Regions from separate parts of the Mus musculus genome. Here region 2 is linked to region 1. Evidence: chromatin contacts called from public promoter capture Hi-C data. All regions are on one chromosome and are shown on one strand. Each heading gives the region's core, a stretch centred on a gene start, on an enhancer-like site or on the middle of the called end of the contact. The rest is flanking DNA. Distances are from core to core; before and after follow the strand shown. Region 1 holds the start of Prop1 (paired like homeodomain factor 1). Region 2 overlaps Col23a1 (collagen, type XXIII, alpha 1).

Evidence for each region. Promoter capture Hi-C pulls out the DNA fragments that hold promoters and counts their contacts.
Region 2: a contact with region 1 is called in a promoter capture Hi-C map of hippocampal neurons, with 2.9 times the contacts expected there. The contact joins the enhancer-like site here to the promoter of Prop1 in region 1. A contact is called at or near these places in 10 of 39 promoter capture datasets (the 3T3-L1 cell line, the C10 cell line, the HPC-7 cell line and 4 more) and 1 of 15 datasets of contacts at CTCF or cohesin (pro-B cells).

What each region holds. Positions count from the first base shown.
Region 1 is chr11:50,951,455-50,955,196 of GRCm38.p6, forward strand. It overlaps Prop1 (paired like homeodomain factor 1), which reads right to left and starts at 2,303. Exons shown (of 3, transcript NM_008936.2): 1 at 1,842-2,303; 2 at 572-795. The coding sequence starts at 1,950.
Region 2 is chr11:51,429,411-51,432,969 of GRCm38.p6, forward strand. All of the region lies in intron 2 of Col23a1 (collagen, type XXIII, alpha 1), which reads left to right. Among named protein-coding and RNA genes, the nearest start is that of Col23a1, 140 kb to the left of the region's middle. Within about 2 kb of position 2,176, at least 18 of the 459 cell types and tissues checked have an H3K27ac peak or open chromatin away from gene starts, as enhancers often do.

The DNA of each region.
Region 1 (3,742 bases), core at 1,053-3,552:
TGACAACCTGGAGTCGGAAATGGCAGCTTCCAAATAAGACACCATGCCAGTTTTCTTCCCCCAGAGGGTTGGAAGTGTCCTTCAAGTGGGGCTGAGAACTAAAGCCCAGGAAAGCATTGTTTAGCAGGGAAGGCTGGGTTTAAGAAAGAGTTGAGTTCAGGTCATCTAACTCTAGGCTGAGACGTCAGGAATGTAAGGTTTATAGAAATGTAAGATTGGTCAGAGGCAAGATAGCTACACGTGTGAACAGTTAGGGTTGCCTGTTTGTTGTAGTTGTGCCAATATTAAAGGCTGGAGTGTCGGTCTTGACTGTATTTTTGTTTGTGCAGTGCTGGAAAGTCAGACACAAGGCTTTGTATGGGCTAGGTAGGGGCTTTACCCCTGAACTATGCCTCTGTAGATCTACATCTGATATCCATCAAGGTGGATGAGCTTAGAGCTGGGATCAGGTGCACTGGAGGTAGTGTTGACTGGTGAATATTTAAATGAGGGTTAAAAGTCCCATTTTTAGGCCCAGACAGCCCTCGTCCCAATGTTTGTTTCTTTCCCGAGAACCTTAGGGCATCATCACCTGGATTCTGGCTTCACTGAGGCCAGTGTCTTGGGCAAGCCCCTCTCGAGCCCAGATGTCAGGATACTGGTTCCTCCCAAAGGCTGACTCCAGCTGTTCCAGCTGTGCTGGGTTGAAGGTGGTGCGGTGGCGGCGCCGGGAGTGGGGACGGCCTCTCTGTGGGCAAAGCTTAGGTCTCCCCAGCTCTGTACCAGAGAGCCTCCTATAAGCCTCAGAGCTCCTGTCTATGGAGGGAGAAAAACGGAGGGAGACCCCCTTATTAATGGGACCACCAGCCCATCCTCACATCACTGTTGCGGGTTCCCCGTGTTCTGCTTCGTTCCTGAGACGTTGCTTTCCCGTGGGACTCCCCCACAAGAACTGTGTCAGCTTTCAAAATCACAGCTCCTGCCTTCAGCCTTTACCGCTGCTCTGGCTGCACGCCCACACGTTTGTGCGTCACCTTCCTGCATACATATGACCCACAGGACACACTTTGAGGGCGTACTCTTTGCTGTCTATCAATGACGTCTCTGGCTGCCACTCGCAGTTTTCATTTCCCAAGCACCTCCTTCATATGTCTCTCCTCCTCCACACGCCCCGTCTGCCCCACCCCCCCCAAGAGGATGAAGTGTTCCCCCTCCCCCTTACATGCAAACACATTCTCCACCCTGGGGTGAACTTCTTGACTTGATTCTTACCTCTGCCCTGGCCCTGCCACCAGCCTGCAGGAACTTGAGCTCGTGGGAAAGGCTTGCCTCTCTTCCCCAAAAGCTCCCTAAGCCCTCACATTAATTAGTCTAAGAGCCACCAGGGCAGAGAACAGAGAGGGAAGAGGAGACACCTGGGAAGGTGGGTGCCAAGGAAAGGAGGGGTCTGGTGTAGAGACACCTGTCCCCAGGGGAAACTAACGGTGTGGCTCCCCCCACCCCCCAACTAAGCACCCAGTGTCTTCAGACAGGCACTGCACTGCCCTCTAGGGAGGAAAACCCTATCCCTCCAGCTCCCTCGGAGGAGAAGGGACCTTGGGCAACCAGAAGGCTTCCGCTTTGCTGCTGCCCCAGTGCTGAGCCGGTGCCTTTCCACCACTCCCTCAGCCAGGGCCTCACTTCTCAACCTGTAAAGCGAAGGATTTCTGCTGTCTCACTTCCTAAGGTCCCCAAAGCTCCAATTCTGCTTTCCACCTGTCAACCTTCTGAAGTACAAACCATTCTCCAAAGCCAATGCGGACCCACGGACCCACGTCTGCTGCTCCCTCGGGGACCCAAGCCCATCCTGGGGATTCACTCACCTACCGTGGAGATCAGAGTCCCAGAGGCCACTCGTGGCTCAGGCAGGGATCGGCCACAGGCATGACCCTTCGTTTGCTTTTCCTGATGGCTCCTTCTTTGAGCTTCCATGGCTAGCCACCCAAACCAAAGATGGTCTAGCCTGCTGTCCTCTAGTCTGTGACTCCCCGAAGTCTTTCTCTGCTTCTGTCTATCTTGTCTTGTCTTCTGTTCTCTCTTCTCCCTGTTTCTACCTTCTACCTTTTTCTGAGTCTGTCCCTTGCTCTGTGTGTGTGTGTGTGTGTGTGTGTGTGTGTGTGTGTAGTATAGCTAGATATAGCTAGATACCTGTTTTCTCACAGTTTCCCCTTTTCCTAACCCTGCATCCTTCCTCTGAATTGACATCTCATTCTCTCTCTCTCTTGGCTTTGCCCAGTTTTCTCTCTGCCTCTACTTCCCGATGCTGCTCTGTTTTCTCTATTTACGTTCTCACGCTGCCTTTCTTTCTCCTTTAGTCTTGGAGAAGAGACCTCCTCCTGGCCCCATGAGCCTATCCAATCACTTCTTGGTCACCAGAGCCCCCTGGCTCGGGGGAGGATAACAAGTCAGATGAGAGAAGGTGCTCTGTCAGAGGGTCCAGGGGCTGAGGCCAAGAGCTCATATTCCCAGGGGACCAGATTCTTTTGTCCTGTTAAATCCCCCTTCTGGGAGCAGGCAGGGGACGGGGGGGGGGGAAGACATTCCTATTGAGACACCCCTCCTCTGAACCCCACTGTAGGGAGGGCGAGTGGAGAGGAGGACATGGGGTGGAAAGAAGGCATGACACCCCAGCATGTGAGTGAGCGATGCTCATACTACCCCCAGGAAACTCTGAGGGTGAAAAATCACAAGTGTATGCCAGTCCTCTTGGTCCTCTCGGATACCTTGGTAGCCCTAGGACAGTAGGACCCTCAGCACACACTGAAGCCCAAGAACCTTCAAGCACTACTAGGTGATCCCCACCCACACCCTCCATAAAACCCGGTATCAGATCCCACACCTGCTGGCCCCTCCCTGACCCAAGCCGATCCCCGATTCACTCAGCCTCACCAGCAAGCTTCCAGACCCCAGAGTTCCGAGTACACTCTGATTTCCTCATTATCACCTCCTCGCTCATTCAGAACCCTGAGGGTACCATGACATGGCAAGGTGACCTTGATCCTCCAGAGCATTTCAGTTCCAAGTGTATCCCGCCCAACTGAGACCTCAGGTCTCACCTTGAAGAGAATCCAGCTTCTCAGACTCTGCCATTCTGATTCTTCAAGGACACCCTGATACTTAGCTTCTCTGAGAGGTCAGGACAAGCTAGTGCCCCCAGCGCTGTCTCTTGAGGTGATTTTGACTATGGAAGTCTGTTCTTAGTATCCTTAGGATATCTTTCTTTTTTAAGGGCAAGCCAACAACTTAGAACAGACAGTAGGGTTTTCCAAGACACACTGAAACCGGGGGACTCTTTGACAACCAGGACTTTCCATCTCCACTATATGATTCCCACCCCTCCATAAAGTCCTTGCTTCTCAGGACACACACTAACCGATGACTCATGAGTCCCTTCATAACTTCACTGTCACCATAGGACAACCTGATCTCCAAGGTCAAACTAACTCCTCAAACACATCCCTTAAAACCATCAAGACTAGTCAAAACAGAATAACCATCAAGGTCCATTTGAAAGACTAATTAACTTGGTATTGTTAGAGTGTGTGTGTGTGTGTGTGTGTGTGTGTGTGTGTGTGCACATCTATAGGTGCCATGGTTCGTGCATGGAGGTCAGAGGAAGATTTGTGGGGAGTGGGTTCCCCCCAATATATGAGTCTCAGGGATCAAATTCATACCTTCTGGTTCAGCAACAAGTGACCTGACCCACTGAGCCATCTCATAGGTC
Region 2 (3,559 bases), core at 926-3,425, 480 kb after region 1:
CTTCTCCAATCATCTCCAGAGAAGATGAGAACTCCTCTCCCCACAGTGGCTGGAATGAAGAGTCTCTCTGCTGCCTACTGAACCTCCACAACAGGGTGTCTTTACAAACCAGAGCTCACTGAGTGCTCATCACCGCCCTGGAGTGAGACAGGGATGCTGAGTTTAAAGCTGGGAATGTAAGCGATCCCGTGGTGGCCCAGCTGGCAATGCCAGAGCCTGGGTCTCATTACGGATAGTTCAGGTTTTATTGAGGAATTTGTGTTTTAAGGAAGAACGCCAGGGACTGTTAGTCCTGACCCACAGGACCCCTGGTGACTGCAGCTGTGAAGCTGGGACCAGCCTGTCCTGGTCCCAGCTGCTCAGCTCTCCCACTGACCGGCCTTTCCCGGGCAGCAGCACACCCAGGACACCCGGGACCCTGGATCAAAGGGTTTCTCTGCAAACCCTAGTGATTCCCATGCCTGCATCCCACAGAGCACAGCACTTGCCCCAGAATCGCAGGCAGGCGGGACAGATTTTCAGTTCGCTGACCATCCAATGCCCAATGCAGCGAAGCTGTTTTAACAAGCGTTGTCAAAGCCGGTGGCCTCAGTCCTGAGGAGGACTGCTGGCTGCCCTGGCATTGATGCTGAGGAAGCATGTGTGAGTAATGCTTGCCTCTGGCATGAATGCACGGGCACTCCTTTAGGGGAGGCTTGTCTGACTTAGGTCCTCGAGGCAGCAGACAAGCATGGATTTACCTTAAACCTGAGCAGCTGAGGAGGAAGCTCCGTAGAGGGAGGCTCTAACAGCCATGCAACAGTAAGAAAGTCATTCAACGCTGCCAAGTGTCACTGTGTAAATGGACATCTCCACCTCTTGGTGCTTGACACTCTGGATTAGCTGCTAGTTAAGGAAGGTCTGAGGCCACGGCTCCATTCCTTCCTTCCCCTACCGACTGAGTCTCTGCAAGCTCCGGCTTGCCTCTCTGATAAGGAGGGAGTGTCTTCCATTTGAGGTGAGCGTTAATCCTGTAATGCTGGTCACCAGACAGCTTAGCGATCCCCATGGCAGGCCCATTTTTTTCAGCAGCCATCACTGAACCTCGGTTTCCTTGTGGGTATCATGATGCTGTGTTTGGGAAACTTAATCCTAAGCAAGTGTTGGGAGATGGGACTTAGAAATGATGGTGACTGGAGTTAATACTTCCATGAGTAAATTAACATCCTTGTCACAGAGTGACTCCTAGAAGAGCAAGTTCCATCTCTATTGCTCTCTCTCTATCTATCTATCTATCTATCTCTCGTTTTCTCAAAGAAAAACATGTTGTGGGGGCAGGCAAGATGGCCCAGCCTCTAGAACTCAACCAATCTCCTGTCTCTACAAAGTGTCCTGCCTCAGGTATTATGTTACAGCAACAGAACACAAATGGAGACACAAGAAGGAGAAAGTGTGCCAAGAATGGAGGTCAAAAGAAGACATCTGTTCAATATCATGTCTATAGTTACAGCTTTACATGATTACAATTATTTAATTGACAATAACCTTAAACAGCGAGCCTCCTACCTCCACCTCCCTAGTGCTGGGACTACAGGCATATGCCTCCATGCCAAGTTTCATGCAGGGCTGAGAGTCGAACCCAAGGCTCACTATATGCTAGGCAAACGCCGTACTAACAGAGCCGTGCTCCCAGCTCACAATTTAACTGTAAACACCATAGGCACTGCATCCTACAACTGTAATGACTTGTTTGGGTGCCTCTCTCCTGCAATTCACTAACTATACAGCTCCAGAACGAGGGATGGTTTGAGCTCTTTGGTGGTTTACCGTTAGCATTAGATGGAAACAGTCCATCCTTCCTATGCCTTCAGTAACCACAAGGAGAGTGATCCACGGCTGCTTCTAAGGGAGAATAGATGAAAAGCCAGAGGCGTGACAGTCTTGCTCCACCAGGCTCCTGGGAGCTGGGATTCAGGAACATGGTGACAATGTTGAATGATGTGATTCTCCAGTGGGTCACACTTGGCCACTGCCTGCCTCTGTCTGAGCCACCCACATAGCTGTGGCCTCTGAACCTTCGGTGCCTCAGTCCCCAGGGCCACAAGACTTCTCTGGCACAGATTCTGAGAGGAGGAGCAGAGAGAGGAAGGACAGGGTTGAGACTGAGTCATGGTACTTGAGAGAGAAGCTAACAATGGGACCTAGGGCTCTGTACGTGCTAGTAAGTGCTGCACCCCTGAACCATAAACCACCAAGACCTCCTAGCTTGGATCTCTTCCCAGTTGCCCAGGAACTCTGTTCTTAAGCATGCTGGCTCTTACCTGCTGTGAATCAGAAGGGCCCCTGCTTGGATGAGGTGGAGATTCCAGCTAAAGGACCCTGGGGTAGAGGAGGTACTTGGCTAGATATACCTCAGTTTTCCCAGCCAAGGCTGAGAAATGGTTCCACTATGGAACCGGTGGGTCCGTAGTATCAAATGTGTGTACTTTGGAATCCTGCTTAGGGCCAGGCCTAGGGACACACACCCGTCACCCCAGCACTCTTAGAAGGCTAAGGCAGGTCTTCAAGTTTGAGCCAAGTCTGGGCTACATAATGAAAAAGAGAGAAAAAGTGAGCGAACAGAACAATCTGTTTTTATAGCATTGGCAAGCTTGGAGGACCCCTAGAGAAAGTCTTTGTTTTACAGAAAGAGAAACTGAAACCTCAAGGCTCAGAGGGACGCAATGAGTCCAAGGTCTGTGGTGCTGATGGGGGAGTCATGGGGGACCAGCTGCTGTGCAGCCCCACCCCCACCATGTCTCTGCACAGCGTGTCCTCTGCTGACACCTGGATCCTGTTGGACCATTAACACAACCGTGTGGTTCCCCGGACACAGGGCAGCAGGATGGGGTCTGGGAAGATCATCTGTCTGGTGGTGTGTTTATTCCAAGCTGGGACTGTAATCACGGTCAAGTTCAGCTCCTCGTGCACACGCACAGCCTTGTATCCCTCACACCAGAACTCATTCTGGGAACCACAGCCAACACAGCCATAGGTAATTTATCAGTGTAATCACGATACAGGATACATTGAGAGGGACCTGTGTGGCCTCCGGACACTTTCCAAGACAGCTTCTTGATGCAGGAAACACATGATTGAGGCAGCGGCTGACTTGCTTCACAAACAAACTTTATATATAAACTTTATATTTGTGTATGTGTGTGTGTGTGTGTGTGTGTGTGTGTGTGTGTGTGTGTGTGTGTGTGTATGTGTGTAGTAAATACATGGGCCACTTTATAATTGTTGTTAGGCCACATGGACTGTATATAACTACAGGTGCTGTTGTTTTATTTTGTATTAAGTTTTTATTGGCATAAATGATATATGCATGATAGTGGGTTTCATTATAAAATATGTATACATGTCTATAATGTATTTTCATAATAGTCACCCCATTATCCTCCCACTGATCCCCTTTCTTTCCAACTACCCATCATGTCTTTTCTTTCTTCTTTCTTTCTTTTTTTAATAAACCAGGGAGTTTCGCTAGTGTAGCTTACAGGAGGAACATAGCTGAGGGCTTATTTATAGGACCATGGGC